Regions from separate parts of the Arachis hypogaea genome. Here region 2 is linked to region 1. Evidence: chromatin contacts called from public Hi-C data. All regions are on one chromosome and are shown on one strand. The core of a region is the stretch at or near the end of the contact, and the rest is flanking DNA. Distances in the headings are between cores, read along the strand shown. Region 1 has its middle 11 kb from the start of LOC112783236. Region 2 overlaps LOC112784545 (floral homeotic protein AGAMOUS).

Evidence for each region. A called contact is a pair of places that touch in the nucleus more often than the background predicts.
Region 2: a contact with region 1 is called in a Hi-C map of leaf, with 2.8 times the contacts expected there. The contact joins two enhancer-like sites.

What each region holds. Positions count from the first base shown.
Region 1 is chr20:2,809,395-2,813,057 of arahy.Tifrunner.gnm2.J5K5, reverse strand. No RefSeq gene overlaps it. Among protein-coding and RNA genes, the nearest start is that of LOC112783236, 11 kb to the left of the region's middle. Within about 2 kb of position 1,582, at least 3 of the 3 cell types and tissues checked have open chromatin away from gene starts, as enhancers often do.
Region 2 is chr20:2,855,656-2,859,318 of arahy.Tifrunner.gnm2.J5K5, reverse strand. LOC112784545 (floral homeotic protein AGAMOUS) reads left to right here. Exons shown (of 9, transcript XM_025827785.3): 6 at 37-78; 7 at 282-323; 8 at 396-607; 9 at 707-950. The coding sequence ends at 605. Among protein-coding and RNA genes, the nearest start is that of LOC112784545, 8.5 kb to the left of the region's middle. Within about 2 kb of position 1,593, at least 2 of the 3 cell types and tissues checked have open chromatin away from gene starts, as enhancers often do.

The DNA.
Region 1 (3,663 bases), core at 333-2,832:
AAATAAATAAAACTAATTACTATATTTATAATTAATTAAGTTATTCCATTTTTTGCTAATTTAGAAGTGTTCCATATACTTTTCCATATTTTAAATATTTCAGTTTTTTGTTGCATTTTTAATGTGATGTTAACTTTTAATTATTACTACATGGAATCAAAGTTCCAATCGAGACTTAGAAGAGATATCTCTTAAGCTTAAATTCAACATCAGATTTTGATCTGTTCTACATTGCCATTGCCATAATAAGGAGAGAAAATGATAGAATCTTGAATATAATCTGTTGTAATAATGAACGTGAAGAGTAGAAAAAGAAAGGGGGACAGTTGCAATTGTCTATTAGTGGTGAACAGTAAGATGCTCTGCTCTGTGGGATCATATGAAAATTTCTTGTATTTTTATTCCGTATTATTTATGTTATCACTTTGAAATCAACTTTTATTTTATTAATATTTTAAAACTTAAACTAAAAATAATGATAAGCTGATAATACTAACGTATAAGATAATTAACTCATCAGAATAAAAATATTCAAAGCATCTAAGAATTTTGGGGCTAAAACATTGTGATTTGTGTTTTTGTGACACCATAACCTCTTTTATCATTGCTTGCTTCCTTTCACCTCATTATTTTACCTTCACTCAACTAGGATATTAATACAATTAGCTTGAATATAAAATATATGTTTTTTAGTAATGTATTAATATATGTTAAAAATTTTAAATTTTGTATTTTATTCTCTTAACAAGTATTCTAAATTTGTTTCTAAAACTCTGTTTTGTTAAGGTGGATAGTGAAAAATCGTTTGCCATATATGCATATAGTTCCAATTAACCAAAAGCAAGCTTGGTAGTTGTGTTTTTCCCTTTTTTTTTTTTTGGTATTATTTTATCTTTTTATATATATATTTTTTGTGGTCTGAGTTAGTTTTTGTCATGGTATAACACGTCTCCCTCGTCCCACCCCTCTATGTAGTAGTGTTTGGTTTTGCTCTAAAGAAAAATAATTCATTTGTTTTCCCAATATGTTTTATTTTTGGTCTGAGAGTCCGGTGGATATTATATGGGCCTTAGGTATTATCTTTATTTTCAGGCTGTGGCCATTAGGGATTTAATATCCACTTTCTTTAAATTTGGATCCGATCACACGAATATCGGATATATACGTAAAATACAAAAATATTTTTAAAATTTATTTTTATTAAAAAAATATCAATAATTTTTTTTTATTCTTTTAAATATTTTTACTTTTAAAATAATATTAAACATACTTTTCTTAAATAATAAATTAAAATAACACAACATATACAATAATTACTAGTTAAAATAAAACATAAAAAAAATTTATTTATTTTTTTTTATTTTTGCGAATACAGAGATATGCTGATACCTACACAAAATATAAAATAAACAAGCAAAATATATATAATAAATATCTCATCAAAAAACTAAGGAAAGGACAATTTTTTACTGTACCAATAATAAAAAAATAGAAAAAGAAAAAAGCTTGATTTCTAGAACGTGTAAATGGGTCTCTTGGAGTTGCCCCAAACTGCTTGCTTGGACTTAGCGAAAGCAATTTTTTCCTGTCTATTCCCAATTATTGCCAACAACTTTAGAAACAAAAAACAAAAAACAAAAAAGAGAACATATTAGCTCACATCATGAATCATACACATAAATTCAATTCATTAATGCAATGAATAAATAGTTTTCACATCACAATTTTTATCGAATTATATTATTTATTTGCACTCAATATCAAATAGCTTAGCAAGTCCATTATTAAGTATGACATTCACATATAAACATATTTGAATTTTTTCTTTAGTAAATTATAATTAACAACTAGTAATATACTCAATTTTTAGAAGATAGAAAGAACTAACTCAAAACTTGAGCAGCTTCATTTGTAGCATTCTTAGTCCAAAGAGCAATTTTCTCTTGCCTATTCCTGATATTTATAATAATTCTGTAAATTTCATCACCATGATCAAATTGTTCTCCAATCATTCCCAACAACGTTAGAAACAAACAAAAAAAAAACATATTAACTTACATCACAAATCATACACATAAATTCAAATCATCAATATAATGAATCAATGATTTTCACATAACATTATCCTAAAAAACTCTAAAAATCATAAAAAATCCTAAGAAATCCTAATAAATCCTAAAAAATCTGAAAAACCCTTAGAAAATCTTAAGAAATCCTAAAAAAACCTTAAAAAATCCTAGAAAAACCTAAAAAACTTTAGAAAATCTTAGAAAATCATAAAAAACTTAAAAGATCATAAAAATATTAAAAAATTCTAAAAACTCTAAAAGACCCTAGAAAACTCTACAAAATCCTAGAAAATTTTAAAAAATTCTAGAAAATTCTAAAAAATCCTAAAAAGTCCTAGAAAACCCTAAAAAAATCCTAGAAAACTCTAGAAAATTCTAAAAAATCCTAGAAAACTCTAAAAAACCCTAGAAAACCATAAAAACCCTAGAAAATCCTAGAAAAATCTAAAAAAATACTAAAAAATTCTTAAAAAAATCTTAATAACTCCTAGAAAAACCTTAGAAAATCCCAAAAAATCCCAAAAAAATCCTAAAAGAATTCTAGAAAATTCTAAAAAACTCTAAATACCCTAAAAAAATCCTAAAAAATTCTAAACCCTAAACCAAAAAACAAACAAGCAAAATATATATATAATAAATATCTCATCAAGAAACTAAGGAAAAGACAATTTTTTATTTTCCCAATAATAAAAAAATAGAAAAAGAAAAAAGCTTGACCTTTAGAACGTGTAAATAGGTCTTTTGGAGCTGCCCCAAACTGCTTGCTTGAACTTAGCGGACGCAATTTTCTCCTTCCTATTCCCAATCATTGCCAACAACTTTAGAAACAAAAAACAAAAAAGAGAACATGTTAACTTACATCACGAATCATACATATAAATTCAATTCATTAATGCAATGAATAAATGATTTTCACATCACAATCTTTATCCGTCACTGTAAATAACTGAATTATGTTGTTTATTTGCACTCAATATCAAACAGCTTAACAAGTCCATTATTAGGTATGTCATTTACATATAAACACATTTGAACTTTTTCTTTAGTAAATTACAATTAACAACTAATAATATACTCAATTTTTAGAAGATAGAAAGACCTAATTCAAAACTTGAGCAGCTTCATTTGTAACATTCTTAATCCAAAGAGCAATTTTCTCCTATCTATTCCTGACATTTACAATAGTTCTGCAAATCTCATCACCATGACCAAATTGTTCTCCAATCATTCTCAACAACTTTAGAAATAAAAAATAAAAAAAAGAACATATTAGCTCACATCACAAATCATACACATAAATTCAAATTATCAATGCAATGAATCAATTGGTTTTCACATCACATTACCCTAAAAAATTCTAGAAAATTCTAAAAACCGTAAAAAATTCTAAAAAATCCTAAAAGACCCTAGATAATCCTAAAAACTCTAAAAAATCCTAGAAAATTCTAAACACCCTAATAAACCTTAGAAAACCTTAAAAAACCTAAAATATCCTAAAAAAAACCTAAATACCCTAAAAAATCCTACAAAATCCTAGAAAACCATAAGAAATCCTAGAAAAACCTAAAAAATCCTAGAAAATCCTAAAAAATCC
Region 2 (3,663 bases), core at 344-2,843, 46 kb before region 1:
ATTATGTTGCTAATAACCTTTATTTACATACAACAGAACGAGCTGCTGTTTGCTGAAATTGAATACATGCAAAAGAGGGTAAAAATTTCTACTTTTGTTCTTCAGTTGAAAGTGGCTTTTGACTAAACATTTTCTTTTTAGAAACTAGTAATGATTAAATTGAAGAGGATGTGACTATAAGTCTATATATACTAGAGGGCTAGTTTTGGAATTATATTTATCCACATAATTAAAGATGACATTGATCACTTGAATCCTCTAACTTATGTTAACTGGTGCAGGAGATAGATTTGCACAACAACAACCAGCTTCTTCGAGCTAAGGTTTCTTTTTCTCTCTCTCTATATCATGTGTCTTTGATTTCTTCTAATTATATATGGTGTTGGTGTTGGTAGATAGCAGAAAGTGAGAGGAACAACATGAGTGTGTTGCCAACTACTGGACCCACAAACTATGATTCAATGCATCAATCTCATGAACAACATCAGCATCAGCATCAGCATCAGCAGCAGCAATTTGATTCTCGTGGCTACTTTCAAGTCACTGGCTTACAACCCAATAGTCAGTATGCACGCCAAGACCAAATGTCACTTCAATTAGTCTAAGAGTAAGTACTAGTAAGTAGTAACATTCATTCATTAATTATATGGAATCAACTAATTAATAACTAATCTAACTAACTATATATTCTTCTTTGTTTGTGCAGTTGATGTCATTGTGATTGTGATTGTCACCCTAGCTACCTAATTATTACCAACTTGCTAGTACGTAATATAAGCAGCAAAATATATGAGGATGCATTGCATGGGATTTAACCATTAATTAATATATGTGTAGTTGCAATCTTAGGCTTTCATCACTCATAAGACTACCCTGTATCTATATATTCTCAACTGCTCCATCTCTATTATGTTTATATTAATTAGTATGTGTACTAAGATTATCAACAAGACACTACTTTAATTTCTTGACATATATATGCATATTTATTTGCCAAATAAATAGGATTAGATCTAAGAGATGAGTTTAATTTATATGTATATTACAAGTTGAATAACTGAGGGAGGTTATTTATTTCAGCCTCAGATAAGAGAGAGAACAGAAGAAAAATAAGTTTTAGTAGCGATGACTTGGTTGACAATCATTCTCTAAGAATGCTAAATAATTAACTAAACTTGAACAATCAATTATGTAGCTTCGTATATACTAGAACAGAACTGGGATAGTCATTGATTGGTTGCAACGTAACAAATGAATATTAATTATTATGATCTTATTATTATTAGAGAAAGTTTCAAGAGCCAGCACTTTAATTAAAATACATAATTTATTTTTTTTAAATTTTATCAACCTATAATACAGGACTAAATATATAACTAAGTATATAAATTATATCAAAGTATTTATATTTAAACTAAATTTGTCAATTTCTTTTTATTTTTCAATCATTATAAATTCATAATTATAGAATTGTTTAAAATTTAATTGTTTGGTTGCTCAAGTTCGAAACGGGGTCTGGTCCAATGAATGTTGAGGATTGGTGGGTCGTTGGATGTTTGGCCTGGATGAGTTCTAGGGGTGAGACAGACGAGGCTCTTCGGAGTTGACGAAATTAAACGTGATGGAGTGGGGGAAGGGAGAGCCACTTGCAAGAACTTCAACGCTCAAGTTAGTGTCCATACAAAAGGCGGTTATTAGGGTTAGAATAGGTGACATACTTGGGGGAGGAGTAGGGTCCTCCCCTTATATAGTCTGTACTAAAGCGGGACCCACAGGAACAGATCCTCCTTCTTGGAAGCTTCCTTCCAGCTGTCTAGGTGCTGTAATCAGGTAAGAAAGGAGGGGATTCGCGGGTCGAAAGACCCGTCGGATCGTTGACTCGGTATCCAGGCCCAACTTGCTAGTGGGCTGGGGCGGAACAATTCCCCCAACGCGCTGATCGCAAGCCCAGGCAGTAATCGGCGCATTTTAGCTACTCGCCCTTTCCCTGGTTGATTTCTCCTTAGGTCGAGAGTCCGTCAGCGGGGACCATGACCTCGTGCGCGTGTATTGCCCCTATACGTAGCTTGGTGCGTCGCTTCGAACTTCGCGCTGGCCATTTGATACTCATTATGATTAATTTGAAAACCCAGGAAAAAGGACTATTATGCTCCTGCCTTTTCGCGCTCCCTCCTTGACGGTTACCATTCTTTCTTTCTCCAAAACTTCCCTCATTCCTCATTTTCCATTCCCTATCTCATTCGCTTCTGTTTTCGCTTCTCTTCCATTTTTACTCTGAGTTGCTTTTGTTTGGGAGACATCTGCGCTCCTTTCTCCATTTGCTTTCACTTTCCTACCTTCTGCATATCTTCCTAGTAAGCATTCCTAATTTCTTTTGTTGTTTTATTGTACTGCTCTGTAGTTGTAGTTATTTTTGTAGATCATTGCATGCCACTCTCCTTTTTTATTTTGGTTCATGTTTGCTTGAATCCACATAGCCCACGTTAGATAGTTGCTAGGGGGTACAATTTAGGTGTCTATTTCTTGAATCTATGCCCTGGATATTAGCGTGAGCATCATGGATTATTAGTGTAGTTAGCGGTAGTTTCGTTTTATTTATCTTCCGACTATACGATCTCCTGAGTTAACTCGAGTGGTGCCTCTACTGTAGGTGTGGCTCGACCACTAACGCCGAATGTTATTAATTTTTATGCTTGGATTACTTTGAATGTGAAAGATACGCTGTCTCAAGTAACCAGAGAGGATCTTCAGGCTCTTCGGGACTCTGGCTCCTTATGCGGGGAGGCCCCTAGGAGGCGAACTACCAGGTCTACATTCCCAGTGACCGCGAATGGAGCTGTCATAAGAACATGGCCTCCCCTCATGTTATTGATTGGTTGTGGGCATATAAACCTTTTAACGAAAGGTCAGGACGCCAACATTGAACTTAACCCCATTGATGGGGAGTTGTGGAAATTAGCGTTCTCATGACATTTTTTACTTTTTCTCACAAATTTCTAAGCATCTGACATCATGGAGGGCTAGTAGTATTTGGCTCTAATGAGCTTCCTGGCTAATGCCTTTCCCCTAATATGATGACCTCAACATCCTTCGTGCACCTCACTTAGCCCTTATATAGTCTGTACTATAGCGGGACTAACAAGAGCATACCCTTTTTTTTGGAAGCTTCCTCCCAGCTGTCTTGTAATGAGGCAAGAAAGAAGGAGATTCGCGGGGCGGGAGATCCGTCGAATCGTCGACTCAGTATCCAGGCCCAATTCGCTAGTGGGCTGGAAATAATTTTTTATTTGATTCTATGATACCACTTATTTTATCATGTAATATATTTTAACAATGAAATAGAATATTAAAAATAGACTTATTTTAATAAAACTTATATATATTACTTGTCTAGTAAATAATGTGAAATTAGTTTAACTATTTTATAATTTAGTTAAAAAATAATTTTGTATTATAAAATATAAAATTACTAAAATAATATGAAATCCTTTATAGTTGAATTTTATTTAATAAAATTATTATAATTTTTCTTTTGGTGACTAAAATCATTATAATTTAAAATAATTAATTTGGCCTTCTAATTATACACATAAGAAATATTGTCTATAATTATAATATGAAATAAATATATAAACAAATAAAAATAAAAATAGATAACATTGA